Regions from separate parts of the Xenopus laevis genome. Here region 1 is linked to region 2. Evidence: chromatin contacts called from public Hi-C data. All regions are on one chromosome and are shown on one strand. Each heading gives the region's core, a stretch centred on a gene start, on an enhancer-like site or on the middle of the called end of the contact. The rest is flanking DNA. Distances are from core to core; before and after follow the strand shown.

What was found. A called contact is a pair of places that touch in the nucleus more often than the background predicts.
Region 1: a contact with region 2 is called in a Hi-C map of the XTC cell line, with 2.8 times the contacts expected there. The contact joins two enhancer-like sites. A contact is called at or near these places in 2 of 4 Hi-C or Micro-C datasets (the XL177 cell line and the XTC cell line).

The regions. Positions count from the first base shown.
Region 1 is chr4S:77,402,741-77,406,030 of Xenopus_laevis_v10.1, forward strand. No RefSeq gene overlaps it. Among protein-coding and RNA genes, the nearest start is that of LOC121393315, 6.6 kb to the right of the region's middle. Within about 2 kb of position 1,346, at least 5 of the 7 cell types and tissues checked have an H3K27ac peak or open chromatin away from gene starts, as enhancers often do.
Region 2 is chr4S:77,353,729-77,357,036 of Xenopus_laevis_v10.1, forward strand. All of the region lies in intron 4 of ssbp3.S (single-stranded DNA-binding protein 3), which reads right to left. Among protein-coding and RNA genes, the nearest start is that of ssbp3.S, 18 kb to the right of the region's middle. Within about 2 kb of position 1,498, at least 1 of the 7 cell types and tissues checked has an H3K27ac peak or open chromatin away from gene starts, as enhancers often do.

The DNA.
Region 1 (3,290 bases), core at 96-2,595, 49 kb after region 2:
CCTAATCTCTCCGCCGGCTAGAATGTGAATCGCCGGCGGGACGGCACTCGGATCGCTTGGTTTTTCTGTCACCCGAAGTTGCCTCAAGAGGCAACTTCGGAAAGTCGAAGCGATCCGGCGGAAAAGGCATTTAGGGTCCCCCGAGACGATTTGTTGCTGGGCGACTAATCTCCCTGAGTAGCCACGTGTGCCACCACCCTAAAAGGGGTATACTTACCCTTTAAAAAATAGATGCTGCCATAGCACAGTAGCTTCACTTATGTACAAATTTACTGCTAGTGAATCTGTTCACAATATATAGCTCAATTTTTTTTTCTATTTATTAATTACATGCTTTACTGTGGCCAGCTGACATAAACAAAACTTCTACTTTTCTACAGCTCTTTATTCTCTATAGATATAAAGGCGCTGTAAGACTGTAAACTACCCACTACTACTGCTTTGTATTGTACAGTCACCCAGCAGCACCCAAGGAACATAGGTGACCAGAAGCTCACTGACTTTCACTGTGACGCCAGCTGCTACTTTATCATCCACTTCCAGCAGGTTTCAGCGACTCCTCAGCTCCAGCCTACAAAGGGGAGCTTGAAACTGCTGGAGCTTCGTGCCTATTGGTGGAGGGGTCTGAGTGACGCTTTGAGCTCCCCCATTATCAGGAAGGAGACATAGATCAGGCTCCCAGGAGGGGAGGACTCTACCCCTCCTGCTGCTTGTAACATTATATGACTTGTATGTCTCTCCCGCCTACTCCCCCTCACCTCCAGTGTATACTCCACGTGTAGCCCTAACAACACTTCCTGCTGTGAACCTCCTCTATTGTGTGGCCAGAACGTGTTATTCTTGGGTTAGCGAGCAGTCACCTCGGTGTAACATTGGGTTTTGCGCTCACAAAGTAAAACCCATGAGTAGTAGAGACTTGCACCTATTAGACGTAGTTAAGGGTGCTGCTGTTTATTGTTTATGTTAATAAAACAAGCTTTCCAGATTTAAATGTCTCAAGTTTAGGCCATACAGAAATAAGTAATTTTAAATTGCACAGCTTAATTTAATTAATTAATTTAAGATAAAAAAAATTCCACATAAAACACGCAAAAAGTATCTTTTTTTTAAAATATGTTTTGCCAAGGGAAATATTCACTCTCATTTTTTGTGTCAGAGAAAGTAGAATCAGCTGAAGTGAATGCCTAGAGCAGCAGCTTGCCTAGGTTTCAATAGGCCAGTTTGGTTTTAGCCAGTTAATCCCCAGTTCTCTAAACACTACTTTGAATTCTTGGGTACTGAAACCAAACCGGTGACAGAAAGCAGGAGCAAGTGAAGACTGCCTATGGGTGGTTCTATTTGCATTTGCTGCTATTTTCAGAGTGTCCCTGAGCATGGCAAGGAAAGTGTTAATTGATCTCATTATGAGTGTGTAGAGTCTTTACCTACAGAAGCGGAGACAAAAGTTAAACTGGGCTTGAGCCATCTTTTAAAGTATTTATCCTTCGTATTTGCTGTGAACATGTAGACTCACAAGGCTGAGAGAGGTCAAGTAACACTTTTGTTGCCACACCAAGCAAAAAAAGCGCAGAGTTAAAACAGGCCTGAGTGTTTTGTAGTGTTTAAAGCGCCCTTACAAAGATTTAGCTTATTACAAGCTAATCAGTTGTTTGGAAGATCTGTCAGGTTTGATCACTTAGATTTATTGAACAATGAAATATTGCTCCTCTGCTGATTTTTTTCTTGCTCACTGATGATGTCAAACAGCAGGGGAGTTACTATAGACACGGCAGATCAAATGACTGGTGGGTGGGAGTGTGGTCACCGACAGATTCATGATAAAAGGTCTAATTTCTGAAGTTCAGGGGGGTCCATGTGTGAAGAGTAATGACATTTTAGGGAGGCTTAAGCTGGCCATTGACGCAAAGTTCCAATCGTATGAATCCTCGATTGGTTCGATTTTCGGACCGTGTGTGGAGTGTCCTGACATGATCGGACAGGTTAGAAGATTTTTGTTGGCTGCCGATAATATATCTGCATAGATTGCTGATCTGTCGATTTTCAGTGGGAGACCAGCTTTGTCGGACATAAACTTTCATACGATTGCTGTCAGGGGCAGAACATTGGCTGATCTGTTCTTTTACTACTTTATTTAAACTGAAGGTTAGTGGCAGGTCAGGAGATGGGGACCAATCGTTCGTCCGATATTGCAGGTTAATCTGCACATCTATGGCCACCTTTAGCCTCCCCAAGTATAGACCAACTGACAGTTATATCTATTTGTAAACATCCCATTCACAAATTTCACCCACTTCTTTGGGGGGGGGGGTTACAATTACTTTCCTGTGGGCCCATGTATCTTTTAGTGTTTCATTGCCCTTCGATGTGGTCCCTACATACACATAACCAGGTATCTAATGGATAAAAAAACTACAACTAGTCTGACTTAATTGTGCCTCTTATTCCTATTGTGCCTATTCATTATTTGTACTAAACCCCCTGAGAAAAGTGACAACCATAGCTGAAAGGGGAAATGACCAGGCTGTTTTATTTTAGAGTTGATGGTCCTGCTCATTACTCTTTTCAAAATGTCATTTTAGAGAACTAGGTTAAGGTGTGGCTAATATCATGTGCAGAAACCTGTAGATTGTTGCACAGATAAACAATATTAATCTCAATATAAGGGCAGTTTTATGTTACATTGCTGTGGGAGTATTAAGGGCAAGAATGTGTTAATAACTAGTAGTTTCTAGTTTCATAAGACTTGTCTGCTAGCTTATAAGGTTAAAATCTATAAGTCCAAATCTGGGACAAATGCCAGACGCGAGCTAAACCTTCAGGGAGACAAACCATACAAATCAGGGCATTCAGCACGTAATGGCTGAAAGCTAACACAAGGCATGCCATCCCTGTTATTTTGTCTGGTGGAGGTTTGGTTATTTGGGGTATATTCCTTTTTGTTTATAAGTATGTCTAAATACTGGCATAGTATTAACAGAAATTTATCAAAAGAAAATAAAATGAAGGCATAATGACTCAGCAGAACCCTTGAGAGACCCTGCAACCAGAACATAGACTAATACAAGACTAAATCACCAATTTATTATTTCATATGTCACAGTTCTGGACTACTTTTCATTTTGATATTTAAATCCCTGGTTGCAGGGGTCAGTTAATCAACAGTCATGCATTAATCAACATACATTTCAAGTTTGGAAAGCCAGGACCCAATTGTTCAAGTGATCAGTGATCATCCAGGTAGCCACAGCACCAGAGACAACTCTGTGTTAAAAGCCCAGGTACAGGGGAAG
Region 2 (3,308 bases), core at 248-2,747:
TGCATTCAGTAAGTGCAAGGTAAGTGGATCCCGCAATATTTCATTTTTGTCACTACCTAGGCTTAGCAGGATTAATGGAGCATCCACCACGCTAACATTTATAGATGTTACTTCTGTTATTACTTTCAAAATCTTTCCCCAATAATCTTTCATTTGTACCATATATGGACACGAGTCCCCTTATCTTTGCCACATCAACAAATATCTGAATTTTCTGGAAACATCCTTTTCATCTTAACTGGGGTAAGATGTCATCTTGTTACGAATTTATAATTCATTTCCCTCACTCTTGCCACTCTAGATGATTTATGAACTGAGGCCTGAATCTTATTCCACATTGAAGGGGAAATGTTGATGTTTAAATCCTTTTCCCACTCCCTGAGCGCTGTATCTTCCTCTAAAGAGATAGTTGATAATTTATATATAGTGGAAATTGCTTTATCAAGGATGTCTTTGCTCTCCAGTATAGCTTCCCATTTAGTTGGCTCTCCATTCCATTCTGCATCTTTAATTTGAAAATTGTCTTTTAGGGTAAAAATGAGATTGCAAATTAATTTGTTTCTGCAGATGTGAGAGCCAGTGAAGCTTGGGCACCATGACATTACTACTGGGTAATGTATGGCTTTTCTAAAAAGCGACCAAGCTCCCTTGTGTAAGGGATTGGATTAGTCTGCTAAATCAGTCACATTTCATGGTGCTAAATACTGTTTCCATCAAGAATCGGTTTCTTTTGATTTCGTACATCTTAGCCCAGTGTCCTGAATTAACTTTTTCAGAATTTGTCATATTCTGACACAATTTGCAAATGTCTTTCACATTTTTTCCTCTTCTACTGCTGTGACAGTAGTAGATTTACATTTAATTTCAATCTGCTTTGTTTATATGACAAATTTAAACTCCTTGTGAACAGGACTTTAAACACTTTATATTTTCCAACCTGCATGGGGTGATGTGCATTGTGTATATTTTCAGTTAATTTATCCATTACAATGTGCATATAATGGATAAAAGTAACCTCAAATGAAAAATAGCCAAAACAGTTACTTGGACAAACCTTGAGCAGCAATGTTGAATGCCTCAAATCTATGATTTCAGAAATGTACGTTTGTGATATAACAATTAATGATATAGAAAAGAGAGCATGGAGCCATAGCAAATTATACTGAATATTTCTCGATTGGGAAAAGAAAAAAATAAGCTTCCCTCTCCAGAAAAAGGAAGGATCTACGATGTCCCCTTTTAAAGTTATTTCATGGGCTGCTCAAATGGCACAATGCCAGTCACAAGTGTAAACCTAACAGAAGGATTTTTTTGAAGCAGTCAGATATGGGTGACATGAGGACATAAACCGGGTGTAACAAAGCAATTCCACCTGATCACAACCATCTTGTTTCATTTTCCCCAGAAAACCCTTGTGCGCTGGGGATAGTGCATGCATGTTTGTAAAGCTGTAACATTTACTATACAGTGAATGCGCTGCCCCAGGATTGTGCAATGGATCCTTGGGAAAAATAAAACCAGCACAGTCAATTAAAGGGCATGTGTCTGTGGCCAGCTAGCCATTGTAACAATGACTGCATAGACAAGGCTAAGGCTAATTCCAAACGGGGGCCTGCGGAAATGCACAGGGCGGAATCAGCACCAAAGCTAGCATGATCTTTCTTCTTTGCCTGCACCTGAAACTGCTGTATTGGTCGGGACACACATTGGTTGCAGAAGGTTGGCGAGGATGCAAACAAACAAAAATTATAATCAGTGCCCCTTCATGTATAATATGTGGGTATTTTTCATAGCAACCCTAAATAGAACATTGACCTATTCTACATACATCAAGTGATGTTTACTAAAGGCAAACAAACAAGGCAGGTGTGAAGTGACGACATGAATCGGTTAACAGCCCTTCCCATCTGCCTTTGTTATGACATCCTCTATTGTGATGGCCTGCAGGGAGAGTCCAGAGTGAGAGGCATCTGTTCCATTCAACAGTCTCTATGCCCTGAGAGCCATCAGTCAGGGATGGCTGGGCACTGAACTCTGCAAGAATTTCACAAGAGAAATCTTACAATTCTACTTGGGCCCGTCCTCACTATACCTGGCCCTCTAAGATTCCAAAGCTATGCATGATCATTCATATGTGACAATTCAGCTGCAGCAAAAAGCTCCCTGAAGTTGTATACAAGATATAGTCGGTGGGCTGATCTGAGCCATCGTATTAATCTCAACATTGTAAAGCAATAGTTCGTAGAGAGGAAATAATCTTAATTTTTTTTTTTATAAATAAGTGGTCTGTACCATTTACAATTTCTCCTGTGGATAAACACAGGCCGAGAATCAGTTGATCCACTGGCCTATTTTAGCTCCTGTGTCTGCAACAAAAGGCACTGCATTAGGCTGGGTGAAGACAAATGGAGCAGAGTTTAGTGTGAAAATGCATATTCCTGTGTTTCCATGCCAAAATCTTCTGTGTCTGTACCCAGGCAGACACAGGAGTCATCATAGGCCAGAGGATCGGCTGATTCTAGGCCTATGTTTAAACGCAGGCTGAAAAACTGCTCGCACGTGAATGTAGCCTTACGACAATCACTATTCTGGGCAGTATGGGCATGTTCACAGGAGTAAACAGCCATACACAAGCCTAACATTTCCATAAACTAGGCAAGATGTTTCAGTGGTAAAGATTGCGGTCATTGGCACTGGAACAATGAAAATCGGTTCTCTGGAGTCATGATTTGACCAACAAATGGTCTGATGAGTCTGGGTTTGGAAAATGCTAAGAGTAATCTTGGTAAGTATAGGGTTAACAGACTGTACAAGGGCACAGAAAGTTAATACGTAGTTAGGATCACAGACATAGAAAGAAAGCTGCAGGTCGAAAATTGTGATATTAGCAGTCTAAAACTGCTAATACCTCAAATTAGTAAAGGGATAAGATAAACATAAAATAATTTTAAAGGAGAATTAAAGCCTATCTAAAGAAGTAGGCTACAAATGTTGTACATTATGTTTTGAGCTTCTGTACAAGCCTAAAGTAACCACAGCTCTTTAGCAGTAAAGATCTGTTCCTCCAAAGATGCCCCAGTAGTTCCCAATCTTCTTTTCTGCTGATTCAAAGCACATGCTCTGTGCTGCTGTCATTAACTGAGCTTAGGGACTGACTCACAATATAGAGTTCAAAGAATATAAATGTCACAATATAAGGATGATTAGTATTTAATACATACAATTACTACATGGCAGCACAGAAATCAGTGCACCTAGCATCAGAATTTAATAATCAGCACTGTAGCATCAGCAATATAACAGACAAA